Regions from separate parts of the Mus musculus genome. Here region 2 is linked to region 1. Evidence: chromatin contacts called from public Hi-C data. All regions are on one chromosome and are shown on one strand. Each heading gives the region's core, a stretch centred on a gene start, on an enhancer-like site or on the middle of the called end of the contact. The rest is flanking DNA. Distances are from core to core; before and after follow the strand shown. Region 1 has its middle 73 kb from the start of Cpxm2. Region 2 overlaps Lhpp (phospholysine phosphohistidine inorganic pyrophosphate phosphatase).

The links. Hi-C and Micro-C count contacts between places; a contact is called where the count stands out from the background.
Region 2: a contact with region 1 is called in a Hi-C map of the G1E-ER4 cell line, with 4 times the contacts expected there. The contact joins two enhancer-like sites. A contact is called at or near these places in 3 of 15 datasets of contacts at CTCF or cohesin (embryonic stem cells, large pre-B cells and pro-B cells), 107 of 484 Hi-C or Micro-C datasets (the AML12 cell line, B cells, the Ba/F3 cell line and 53 more), 3 of 115 datasets of contacts at active chromatin or transcription factors (astrocytes, bone marrow-derived dendritic cells and embryonic stem cells) and 1 of 9 other capture datasets (embryonic stem cells).

What each region holds. Positions count from the first base shown.
Region 1 is chr7:132,225,294-132,230,925 of GRCm38.p6, forward strand. No RefSeq gene overlaps it. Among named protein-coding and RNA genes, the nearest start is that of Cpxm2, 73 kb to the left of the region's middle. Within about 2 kb of position 1,613, at least 29 of the 459 cell types and tissues checked have an H3K27ac peak or open chromatin away from gene starts, as enhancers often do. A contact at or near this core is called in the G1E-ER4 cell line, where this site is marked.
Region 2 is chr7:132,637,437-132,643,234 of GRCm38.p6, forward strand. It overlaps Lhpp (phospholysine phosphohistidine inorganic pyrophosphate phosphatase), which reads left to right. Exons shown (of 7, transcript NM_029609.1): 4 at 4,088-4,151; 5 at 5,051-5,143. Among named protein-coding and RNA genes, the nearest start is that of Lhpp, 30 kb to the left of the region's middle. Within about 2 kb of position 3,870, at least 17 of the 459 cell types and tissues checked have an H3K27ac peak or open chromatin away from gene starts, as enhancers often do. A contact at or near this core is called in the G1E-ER4 cell line, where this site is marked.

The DNA of each region.
Region 1 (5,632 bases), core at 363-2,862:
GATCTGGGATCTGGTTGGGGTGGGCTTGGCTTGGCTTCTTGTGGAAACTGTGGATTCCCCTAGATCTGTACTGTTGTGGCTTCTCTAGCTCCTTTGCCCTGGAGTAGCCCAAACCCAAAGCCACCTGTAATGGTTAATCTTGATTGTCAACCTGAATGGAAACTAGATAAAGTAACTAGAGAAGTAACCAGGAGACTAGTAAAGTGTTCCTCTGGTGTGTTGTGTGTCTGTGAGAGAGTGTCTGGAGAAGGCAGATGGGAGACATGCCCTTGAAGGTGAGCAGTGCCCTCTGAAATCCCGATAGAAGGCTCAAGTAGAATGGCACAGAGGGAAGAGAGAGACCATGCTGTTCACCAGGATGCAACCCGCTCTTCTTGGCCACACCCTCCCTCCCATGCTATACTAAAACCTCTGGGTCTGCAAACCCCAGGACATACCTTCTTACGATGTTTGCATCAGGCATTCGGGCCAGTGATGAGAACGTTAACCAACACTCCAGCCCAGTCTGGCCAAGCAAACCTTGTCACTGCTGAAGGGACAGCAAAAGGTCATGGGAGGATGAACCCAAAAGCAGACAGGCAGGGAAGGACAGCCTTGCCCTGCCCCCCTGGTCATTGCAAAACAGATTGAGACCCTATTGTCAAGATGGTAGTCCTGGACTTGTGTGTCCAAACTAGGCCTGATAGATGGTGAATTAGCACCACACAGCATGGAAGGGGTGGGATGGGTGGAAGGGGACAGCATGGGGAAGGGGTGGCATGGAGGGAGTCACAGTTCCCTAGGCCTGCCTGCTGAATCCAACTCTGTTTAGGACGGGAGCTGTCTGAGGTCTGGGAGAGAGGAGTCTGAGAGTAAAGACTAAGGGGTCAGAGGTGTGGAAGCTGTTGCGTGGAACTAGGCATCCATCCAGCAGGGATGATGAATATAGAGCAGAAGGAACGTTTGGGAGAAGCAGAAAAGGGAGGGTTAGGACAGAGGCGAGGGGGTGAGAGCCTTGCTGATCTGCAGGTGGAACCTGATGCTGCCACGAGGCCTTCCCTGGCAGAGGCACAATTCCTCTGGCGCCTACAGTCATGGAGGGCTGCAGAAGGCTGGCTCATTGGGTGTCTGAAAAAGGGTTGGAAGGGGAGTGGGTCTGAGTGTGGAAGGACTGGGTAAAGGGGAGATGGAGGAGGGGGCTTCCGGCCACTACAAGATGCTTGCAGGGGTGGTGTCTTAGCCTAGCCCATTCCCGGCTGTGGTGTAGGTCAGAGATAGATAGTGGTGGATAGAGACCAGGCCAACATCTGTGCACCTTCTTCCAGCCTCACTTTCCTGGGGATGCTGTTGGCACGCTCTACAGGACTTCCTGTAAGTCTCTGCTGGGAGCAAGTCGTATGTGGAAGAATCCACGGTTACTGCTGGATCTCTTCAGAACTACTGCCCAATGACTGATTTCAGATGTGTCAAATACCCCTTTACTGAGGTTAATCCTGGCCCAGGTCAAAGGTGATCCCTACATTTAAAAGTGGCCCTCCTGTCTTGGTGGGGTTACTTGCTCAAAGACTAGTAAAGGCCTTTCTGATGCAATACCAAGGTAAACCACAAGAGAGCAGTGCAGGGCTACCTTTCAGATCTTCCTGGTTGCTAGCAGCGCTATCCCAAGGTGTTAGGGAAAGAACTGCCCACTTCTCCTCCCAGTTCCCACCCTCTCTTGCACACACTTTTGCAAAGGCATTGTAGGAGTTAGTGGATGGAGCAAGTGGGTTGTTTCCAAAGTCAACAGAGGCCCCTATGAAAACCTCTAGATTCCACCCCAATCAGAAGCGGAGAAACTGAGACTGTCCGACTCTTTCTAGGCATCCATTCTTCAAAATGCTCTGCACTGCTGTGTGTCTGGGGATGGGCCCAGCTCTTGTACAAGAAGCAAATAACCCTTGAAGTTGGCCTTGGGGTAAATAAGGAAGCAACTCTATGGAGCAAGAGTGTGGGTAGAGATAGAGAGGCTCATGAGTGAGGGGAAGCAGAGGGTGATGCGGGGATAGGAAATTTACCTAAGCTGAGCCTTTGTACGCTGCCTTTTGAACAACTGCTGGCTCGCTCATGTAGGAAATTTCCAGAATTCCATTTTGCTGACTGTGCTGTTCATGGCAGGAGTTCCCTGGATTATCTCATGTGGAGGTGGGAAGAAACAAGCAGTTGCTATGGTCACTGTTGAGAGGTTCAATGGCCTCTGTGTGGACTGGAGGGCAGTCCTGGAAGAAATCAACCCCAACCCCATTCCTCCAGCATGATTCGAACCCACAGCAACCCAAACTGCTGACCACAAGGCTCGTAAGCCAACTTAAGAACTGGCTGGCCGTGGCAACCCAGTGCGTCTTAGCCCATGTAGAGGAAGGCAGTAAGACCACTGTGACACTTCCATGAGGACAGAACCAGGTTAAAGCCAAGAGGGATCCCATGGGTTGTTCCTTGGGCTTTTGTGGGTGAATGGCATTAAAGCTGCTACCCCAACTGATCTTGGCCCTCACTACCTGCCTGGGGCTCTACCTTTAGAACTACGTGGCCGCCCAGCCCAGCCTTGGTCCGCTGGCTCGCTGGCTCCACCTGCCTCTTTAGGAATCTTTTCACAGACTCTGATTTGAGAATCTGCAGTTAGGACCGTCTCTAGGCCAACAGACCTAAGCGCAAGGCCCCCCGCTCTGCCTCTCCTAGGCTCAGGACCTCAGCTTGATGACCCTCAAACTGGAACCAGAGCACAGACAGGACCTGCCCCAAAGGTTGAGGGGGAGTCCAGTGAGAAACTCACAGGTACCCTCTCAAGGGACCTGGTGCCTACCATGTGACAGTCAGTGGTAGCATGACTGTTCTCGCCCTGTCACCACAGATGCTCCACATCTGGACTTTCCAGTGTCAGGCTTTTTACCATGTCAGGAAACATCCCACCACGATGCTCAGGACGTTTTGGCTCTCCTGGTTTTAGGCCATTCTGCAAGATGCTCCAGTTGATTTTATAGCCTCCACAATTCAATTATATCTGTTCCCAAGCCTCTTTATGCCAGTTGTTTTGGACATTATAAAAATGCTATTTAATGCTGGGCAGTGGTGGCACATGCCTTTAATCCCAGCACTTAGGAGGCAGAGGCAGGCAGATTTCCAAGTTCGAGGCCAGCCTGCTCTGCAGAGTGAGTTCCAGACTCACTCAGAGAAACTCTGTCTCGAAAAACAAAACAAAACAAAAATGCTATTTAATTAAATATTAGATAAATCAGCAGTTTTCCAAACTGGCTAGTCGCAGGAGCCTTTACAGTCTTAATTACAGTCTAACATTACTTAAGAGCACAGAATCAGCAGCAGATCTTTATGTGTCACCCTTTCTGTCTCTCTTTCTCTGTCTGCCCCCCCCCACACACACACATGAAAATAGGAAAAGAAAAAGAAAAGTGGGGAGTGATTGAGAAAGAAGCAGAAGTCAACCTTTGGGCCTCCACAGGCGTGTACATATGTGCACACATGACAGGCATGTACATATGTGAACACATGACAGGCATGTACATATGTGCACACATGACAGGCGAGTACATATGTGCACACATGACAGGCGAGTACATATGTGCACACATGACAGGCATGTACATATGTGCACACATGACAGGCGAGTACATATGTGCACACATGACAGGCATGTACATATGTGCACACATGACAGGCGAGTACATATGTGCACACAAGCCTAACTCATTTGGGCACAAAATATACAAGTGCAGAGTTGAACTGCTTGCTGGAGACAAGGCCTACAGCTTCAGAAAGACACCCACACGTGAGAGGAAGCATCACCATCACCACGAATAACAAGTGTGCCTGCTCCCAGTGGCTTTTCAAACACTCCCTAGTTCCCACGCCCCGTGAGAAAAAAGAAAGAAAGAAAAGAACACCCCACACCCATACCCCCACACTCCACACACACCCCTACACTCCACATGGACTGACCTCCAGGTCCCCTGTATGGAGTCACACAAAGGAGGTCAGTCCATGTGTTCTTGAGTCCAGCCATTCTTGGAGACCCTGAGCCCTTCTACCTCCTGCCAGGTCCCTTCCCTAGCTGTTCTCCCTGCCCTCCCCACCCTCTGCTTCCAGATCTTATCAGTCTCCAGGGCTCTGCTTAGCATCTCCTCCCAGGACTGACTGGTAGCTCTGGCCATCTACAGCCCCTGCCAGTGGTCTGAGCTCTCCAAAGATCTCTCTGACGGTTTCTAAGGCCATCCCTGACCCCAGGGGAATCCCAAGGCCATGCCTCTTTGGTTTATAGCTTGAGGGCACCATTTTGCATTTCTTTGCTCTAAGGTTTGCTGAGTCTAGGCTCCGAGGACATGCCTATGGACAGAAAGACCTTCTGCCTAAAGTAGTTGATGGTTCTGCTGAGTGGAAGGACCATAAACCAAGCAGGATACAGATGACAGATTTCAGGCTACGCTTATGTGATAAGTGCCCTTAACATAACCAAGTGATCAAGGCTGGGAAATAGACATACATAAACACAAACACACATGCACACACACACACAAACACACATGCATGCACACACATAAAACACACATAAACACAAACACACATGCACACACACACTAACACATAAATACAAACATACACACAAACACACATGCACACACTCACACACAAATACATATGCACACACACATACTTACACATAAATATACATGCATACACACACACACACTCACACACTTATGCATGCCAACCACCAGGTCTCAGGCCCAGAAGGCTGGTGAGGCAAGGAGGCCCGGAGCGCAGAGGGCAGCAGCTGGAGCTGAAATGAAGGTGAGGTGGAGAAGCTGAGGGTGAGGTGGAGAAGCTGAAGTCTGTCTGAAGGAGCAACTGGGTAAAGAGATGAGAAGGCCTTCCCACTCCATCCTGCGTGAGCTGAGGATGCCAGGACTCCAAAGAGAAGGGCAGCATCTGGCGTAGGGCAGGGGTGGACAGTAATGGGTCCAGGAGAGCCATGCAGGGCTGTGAAGCTGTAGTGAGAAAGCATGTCGAATGTTTTCTATCCCTCACTCGGGTTTGGTGAGGCGAGTTCAGAGGTCCCTTAGAAAGAGTTTGTCACTCACAGCTCCACCATGGAAATGGGCCACCCTACGCCATGACACCCAGGGTTTCCAGGAGAGAGAGGAGGGGGGTGTAAGAACCTTGACTGTTCTCAGGTAAGTAGGTGTCAAGTAAGTGTGTCATTGAGTAGTTTTAAATGGGGTGACGGGGTACAGGGCCTGCTTTAGTTGTCTGGTACCTACCAGCCCTAGAGGATGAGGGAGGTAGAGAGACCCCTTAAAGATCCATAAATGAGGGATTTCCTGGGCTTTGCCCTGATGTTCTTGCATATAAATGGCTCTCAGCCCAGCCCAGGAGCAAACTGAGAGAAAAGGATTGCTCTCCAGTGCTGGGGTTCAGAACACAGGAACACAGCGTGCTTGCTTGATAGGGCTTCCCTCTGGGGCTGGGTGACCTGTAGCCTAACAAAGCTGGACAGCCTCTCAGATAGATGGCAGGTGCCTTTTACAGACGCCATTTTTAGCTCAGGCTCTTAGCCCCACAGGCCTCTCAAACAGCTTCCTTCTTAAATGCTAACTCCCTGCTC
Region 2 (5,798 bases), core at 2,620-5,119, 410 kb after region 1:
TGCCGCGCCATCAGGAAATTAAGCTGTTTACTCTGCAGACTATGGAGGTTAATGGCTCTTCTGGGAGAGGTCAAGTGGTCATTTTGCAGGGAGGCTGCACCGAGGAATCGGAAACGGCAGGAAAACGAAGCATAAAATCTGAGCTGACTGCTCTTCCACTGTGGCCTGCGTCTCCAGTAGCCACAGTGGCCCTCAGTAGCTGGAGGGCCCCCCGGGCTCTCCTGCAGTGGGCCACACGGTGCCAGAAAGAAAAGAAGACTATATCCTGTCACTAGTGAAGGGACATACATTTAAGATGCCTGTTCGCTATTTCCCTTAAAGTGTTTACGGCCAACAGTTGGCTTCAGGTAGATTTTTGATTTCCTAAATGAGTAAGAAATAGAGAAATTGTGGGCTCTATAAAAAGCAGCCCAGATTCAGTTTAAAAAAGTAAGAAAGAGAATGGGCAGGGGTGAGAGGGTAAGTAGCTTGTTGTTGGTAGCATGTGTGAGACTCTCGGTCTTGGTTCCATTCTCAGCACCATATAAACGGAGGTGGTGGCGTACACCTGTAGTTCCAGGACTTGGGGGTGGAGACAGAAGGATCTCTGTGAGTTGGAGGCCAGCCTGGTCTACATAAAGAATGCCAGGCTAGCCGGGCTACATAGTTAAGAGCCTGTTTCAAAAACAAGCCTCCGCTTGTTGAGAGGGGGGGGGGGGGCAAGGTTTCCATTTTGATTCCCGAGACTCCTTCTCCTCTGGCTCAGAAGGCCGGGCTTTGGTGAGTCCAGATAACCTGAAGTCCTTTTTACTTTCGAATAAACTTCTAGATCTGGGGCCAGCAGAGCTGTGGTTCGAGGACTCCTTAGGGGTGCCGTTTCTAAATGAGAGGGGCCTGTTTCCATCCACCCAGTCTCCGGGATCCTGTATCCATCTGTCCCCAGGGCAGCTTGGAAATCCCCAGAATCCTCGGCTGAGAAACAGCTGCGCCTGTTCCAGTTGTGTTGTAGAAGTTTCTGTTTGCTTCCTGGCAAACGCCTCTGAGCTGAGTTAGGTCTGTCCCTGCTCTGTCCTCTGCCCAACCCACCTCTGCCCACCCTCTCCTTCTCCTGGGAGCTTCCTCTGAGCAAGAGTTGTAGCCTCTGGGCCCGTGTGCAAGGAAGATGGCCCATCTGTGGGTTTGGAGGTGGCCTAGTGTGAAGCCCATCAGGTGCTCTAGTGATCCCAAAGTGCTCCCTCGGTCTTCGGACTCCTTCCCCTCGCTCCATGTGAGCCGCCTCCCCTCAGGACACAGCTTGTCTCTCTGTCACTTACTCGCGCAGCTCACCATCTTTGCTCTCACAGTTTCTCTGTGAGTCTTTTTGCATCTCTTCTATGCTGGGAGCCAGGGGTGCATGCCAGGTGCCAGGTCCCAGGTCGTGCAGGTCCCTGAGCCCTTCATAGAGTCCTGGACTGAGACTAAGCCACCTGCCACCCAGACAGTGCAGCTCCAGCACCAATGGCTCCCTCTGCTGGACAAATACTGTTTATCCTTCTCCAGTTCTTTGAAGCTCTGGACCTGGCTAAGGAAATAGGCATTATAGTTTATTGTAACAATAGAAAAAAAATAAAGCTGTGTGTGTACGCATGCATGAATGCCTGGGTATGTGCGTGCGGGCCTGCCTGCCTGCTGCCTGCCTGTGTGTCAGTAAGTGTAAGCATGCTCGTGCCAGGGTAAGCATGTTTGAGGTCACAGGTGTGTGTGTGTGTGTGTGTGTGTGTGTGTGTGTCTGTCTGTCTGTCTGTCTGTCTGTCTGTCTTCCTGTGTCTGCCTGCCTACCTGCATGTTTGTTTATAAGTGTAGGTGTGCTCATGCCAGGGTGTATGCATGTAGAGGTCACAGGACAACCTCGGGAATCACTCTTTATCTTCTACCATGTTTGAGACAGGGTCTCTTTGTTGTTTGCCAGGCTGGTTTCTGGGGCTTTGTCTGTCTCTGCTTCTCATCTGTCGCAGGAGTGCTGGGACTGCAGACACATGCTACCAGGCCTGGCTTCATGTGGGTTCTGGGGAACTGAAGGTCCTCATGCTTGCTTGGCAAGTGTTCTACTCACTTAGCCACCTTGTCAGCCCCAAGAAGCCTTTTAAGAAAATTTCTTCAGGGCTTCAGAGATGACTTAGTGGTTAAGGTTGTTGGCATGCAAGCAAGAGGGTTGGAGTTTGGATACCCTGGACCCACATAAATGCCAGCTGGTGTAGCAGACTGCCTGTACTTCCAGGCTGGTAGAGATGGGATATTCTAAGAGAAGGATGGCTGATGCAAGACTAGTGCTATCAGCAAACCCTGAGTTTGACTGAGACACTACTTCCCCCCAAAATTACAGTGCAAAAGTGGCCCAGGGAGCTTGACACGTAGCCTCAGGCTTCTGCATGTGTGCACACATGCACCACACATACATGTCACTGCTCTAGAGACCGTGGGACTAGGAGGATGGGGAACGAGTCAGACTAAAGCCACATGCAATTGCCTACGTTATTCAGAGCATCTGACAATTTATACTCTGAGGGTTAAGAGAAATCACATGAGTAACGTTTTCATGAGTTTGAAAGCTGCATACAATCATGAGAACAAGCTACACGTGGCAAAAATACATTCTCCATAGAGGCTTATCAAGTATGGCTTCAATGTCTAATTGAGTAACAACAGCAAGCAAGAATGAGTATTGGAAGTAACCTCACTCCTAGCCGCTATACCTGGGAGGAGCACAAAACACTTTCCAAGAATAATTCCATGTTTTGAAGAAATTGAGGTCATAGAGTCTTGTCTTGTTTTCTTGGCATTTTCTCACAAGCACTCAGCGTTCTCACGTGACTCCATTCCTGGACCGTGTTCCAGCACATGCACATGGAAAGGTGAAAAAGAAAAGACATTCGTGAGATCGGATCTGCTATGTATCCTCAGCTGACCTAGAGTTCACAATCTTCCTGCCTCAGCCTCCTGAGTGCTGGATTACAGGAGTGACCCCACCAGGCCTGGGGCTTGTATTATTTTACCACTGAGCCTCCTATCTCAGGGCCTCTGTCTTAGCTCCACGAGCAGCTGTTTATAGTAGTCGTCTCCAGTCTTTTGGTGAGTGGTGTTTGTGTTCTAGGCATTGTGTAAGGAATGGTGTTGTTTATGTAGTGTGTTACTTTGCCCTAGATATGGGTGGTTTTGATTGCTTTGACTATGTCACAGGCGAGGAAGCTGAGGTCTAAAGGCTTACATAGAGCAAAGTCACTTTTAGAAATCAGAGAAGGAATTTCAGTATTGAAGACAGCCTACATCCCCTGTTCTCGGATCCTCAGCTCGCATGCTGAGTTAATGTCCCCTGGACGGAGAAGGAAGGGAAGACTGACGTGGGTGCTCAGACTCCCCTAATAACTCAGAACTTGGATTCCTGTGCCATTTTCTGGGTTTCAGTGAACCTCATCTCTGGAGGGTGATGGCTAAGCCACCTTCTTGCCTCCTTGGTCACGTGGCTTTGCTCAGAGAGCCCCAGAAATGGATGACATTGCAGCTAGGACTCTTATGTACCTCGAGGGAGGCCTTGGTCTGATGTGGATGGGCTGTGGGTCTAAGCACTGGGGCTAAACCGAGGAACCCTCCGAGGAGCTGAGCCTGCGCTGTCTCTGGGAGGTTGGGAAGACATTCTTGTCTCAAGGAAGCAGCTGGTGCCTGTGAAACCTGGCACCTTGCCTGACCCCAGCTAATAGGGATGTCGCAGGCTGCTGTGGAACTAATGGAGCACTCTCCTCAGGCAGCAGTTAGGGGTTAATTATTAGCAATTAGGGAGTCAGCACATGCTCTGGGGGGGCTGCCGTCCCTTCCCGAAACACGGGTCACTTGTCTTCCTCTGTGTTAGTAACGGGATCCATCTGTCCCCCTTGGGTTCCTGGTTAATCATTGTGGTAGGGGTCCCTACAAGGCCAGCAGCAGGGGGCTAGTGGCTGAATGACCCATGATGCCCCACTGCCGCTGGCCCTCTGCTTCTGCCATGTGGCCTCTGTCGGTTACTCTCAGCATGGCATCGGGACTGGCCTGCACCTGTGGCTCTCTGTGAACCCCCTTCCCTTGTGCTCTCTTGCAGACGCTATTACAAGGAGACCTCTGGCCTGATGCTGGACGTTGGAGGTTACATGAAGGCGCTCGAGGTACCTGCCCTGGTGCTGCCCCAGGCCCTGGCTTTCTGGAGAAGATGGTGTACTTTATAGACAAGTAGCCTCTCATGTTTCTGAGTGGAGCATCCTGTGTGGGGCTTGAGCCACACCCCCGTCTCCTCTGTGGAAGTAATGGAGGTCTCTCCTCAGGCAGCAGTTAGGGTCCATTATCTTGATCATCACACAGTCATTATGTATGTATGTGTCATCCCTCTGACCCCCAGCCAACCTCTGGGTGCTCTTTCCCAGCATGCTCTTCACCACTCTGACTCATGGCTTTAGTGTCTCTTCAGATCACCTGCTTCCTTCCCAGCCCTGTAACCCCTCAGGCTGTGTGTCCTCCCAACTCCTCTCCTGAGATGACTTTCCAGGTTATAAAGCCTTCTGTGGCAAGACCTCCAGAGTCCACTGTGACTGGCCTGTCAGTTACCCCTGCCCAGATTCCTGCTAGACCATGTCCCAGCTCCACAATAGTAGCAGCCCCTGTCCACCTGTGCCCAGGCGAGAAGGGTGAGCAGGTGGGTGGATTGAATCCTAGACACACTTAGGAGGGCCTTTGATCTACTTGGAGGTGGGTAGCAGGGAGAGGCAAGAGATGGGATTGTAGCTGAACAGGCAAATGAGAGCCTTGGTCTCCTGTCCCTTGGGAGACTCGTGGTTCTGCTAGGTAAGGTATGCCACTTGCTGTGGGCACTCTTGAAGTAGGCGGCAGAGCTGGAGGTAGGTGTCCTAAGCATTCTAGGCAGCAGCCTGTTGTGGAGTTGTGACACGCTTGCCTGTGAGAGGGTTTGAGGCCCATGGCATCCTGATCATCATGAGGCGGTCAGTCTTTCCATGTGTGTCTACTCCCGTGTTCCTGATCTGAAACTCATACTGTGTCTTCTCTTTGCCAGTATGCCTGTGGTATCAAGGCTGAAGTGGTGGGGAAACCCTCCCCTGAGTTCTTCAAGTCTGCTCTACAAGCCATAGGGGTGGAAGCCCACCAGGTAGGCACAGCAGAATTTCCTTTCTTCTTTACATGTTTAAAACGACATTTACTTATTTATATACTTATTTGGGGTATGAGATTGTGTGGGTTCCGGGAACCAAACTCAGGTTGACAGGATCAGCAGCAAGTGCTAACACCCGCTGAACCATCCTGCTGGCCCCGATCGTTTCTCACCGTGAGGAAGGAGACAGTTTCTTACCATGCAGCCCAACAACTGGGTCACACAGAGTCTTCACTTCGAATTGTTTTTGTCCTTTAAAATACTAATGCTTTCCTTCCTTGCTTTCCATGTGCGTGTACATGTACATGTGTATAAGTCACAGGCACACATGTGCCACAGTGTGCATGTGGAGGGCGGAAGACAGCCTTGGTTGTTAGTGCTTGCCTTGCTCTCTCTTTGAGAGCTTATTCACTGCTGCAGATGTCAGGGTGGCTAACCATTGAGCTTCCAGGGATTCTCCTGTCTCTCCCTCCCATCTCAACATAGGATTCCTGGCATCACGGATGTGTAGTGCTGTGCCCACCTTCCCATGGGTCTGGGGATTAGAACTCAGATCCTCGTGCGTGTACAGCAGGCTCCTTTCCCAGTGAGCCCTATCATCTCCCTAGCCCCAGAACGGATTTTTTACTCTCTTGGGTTTTTTTTGTGGGTT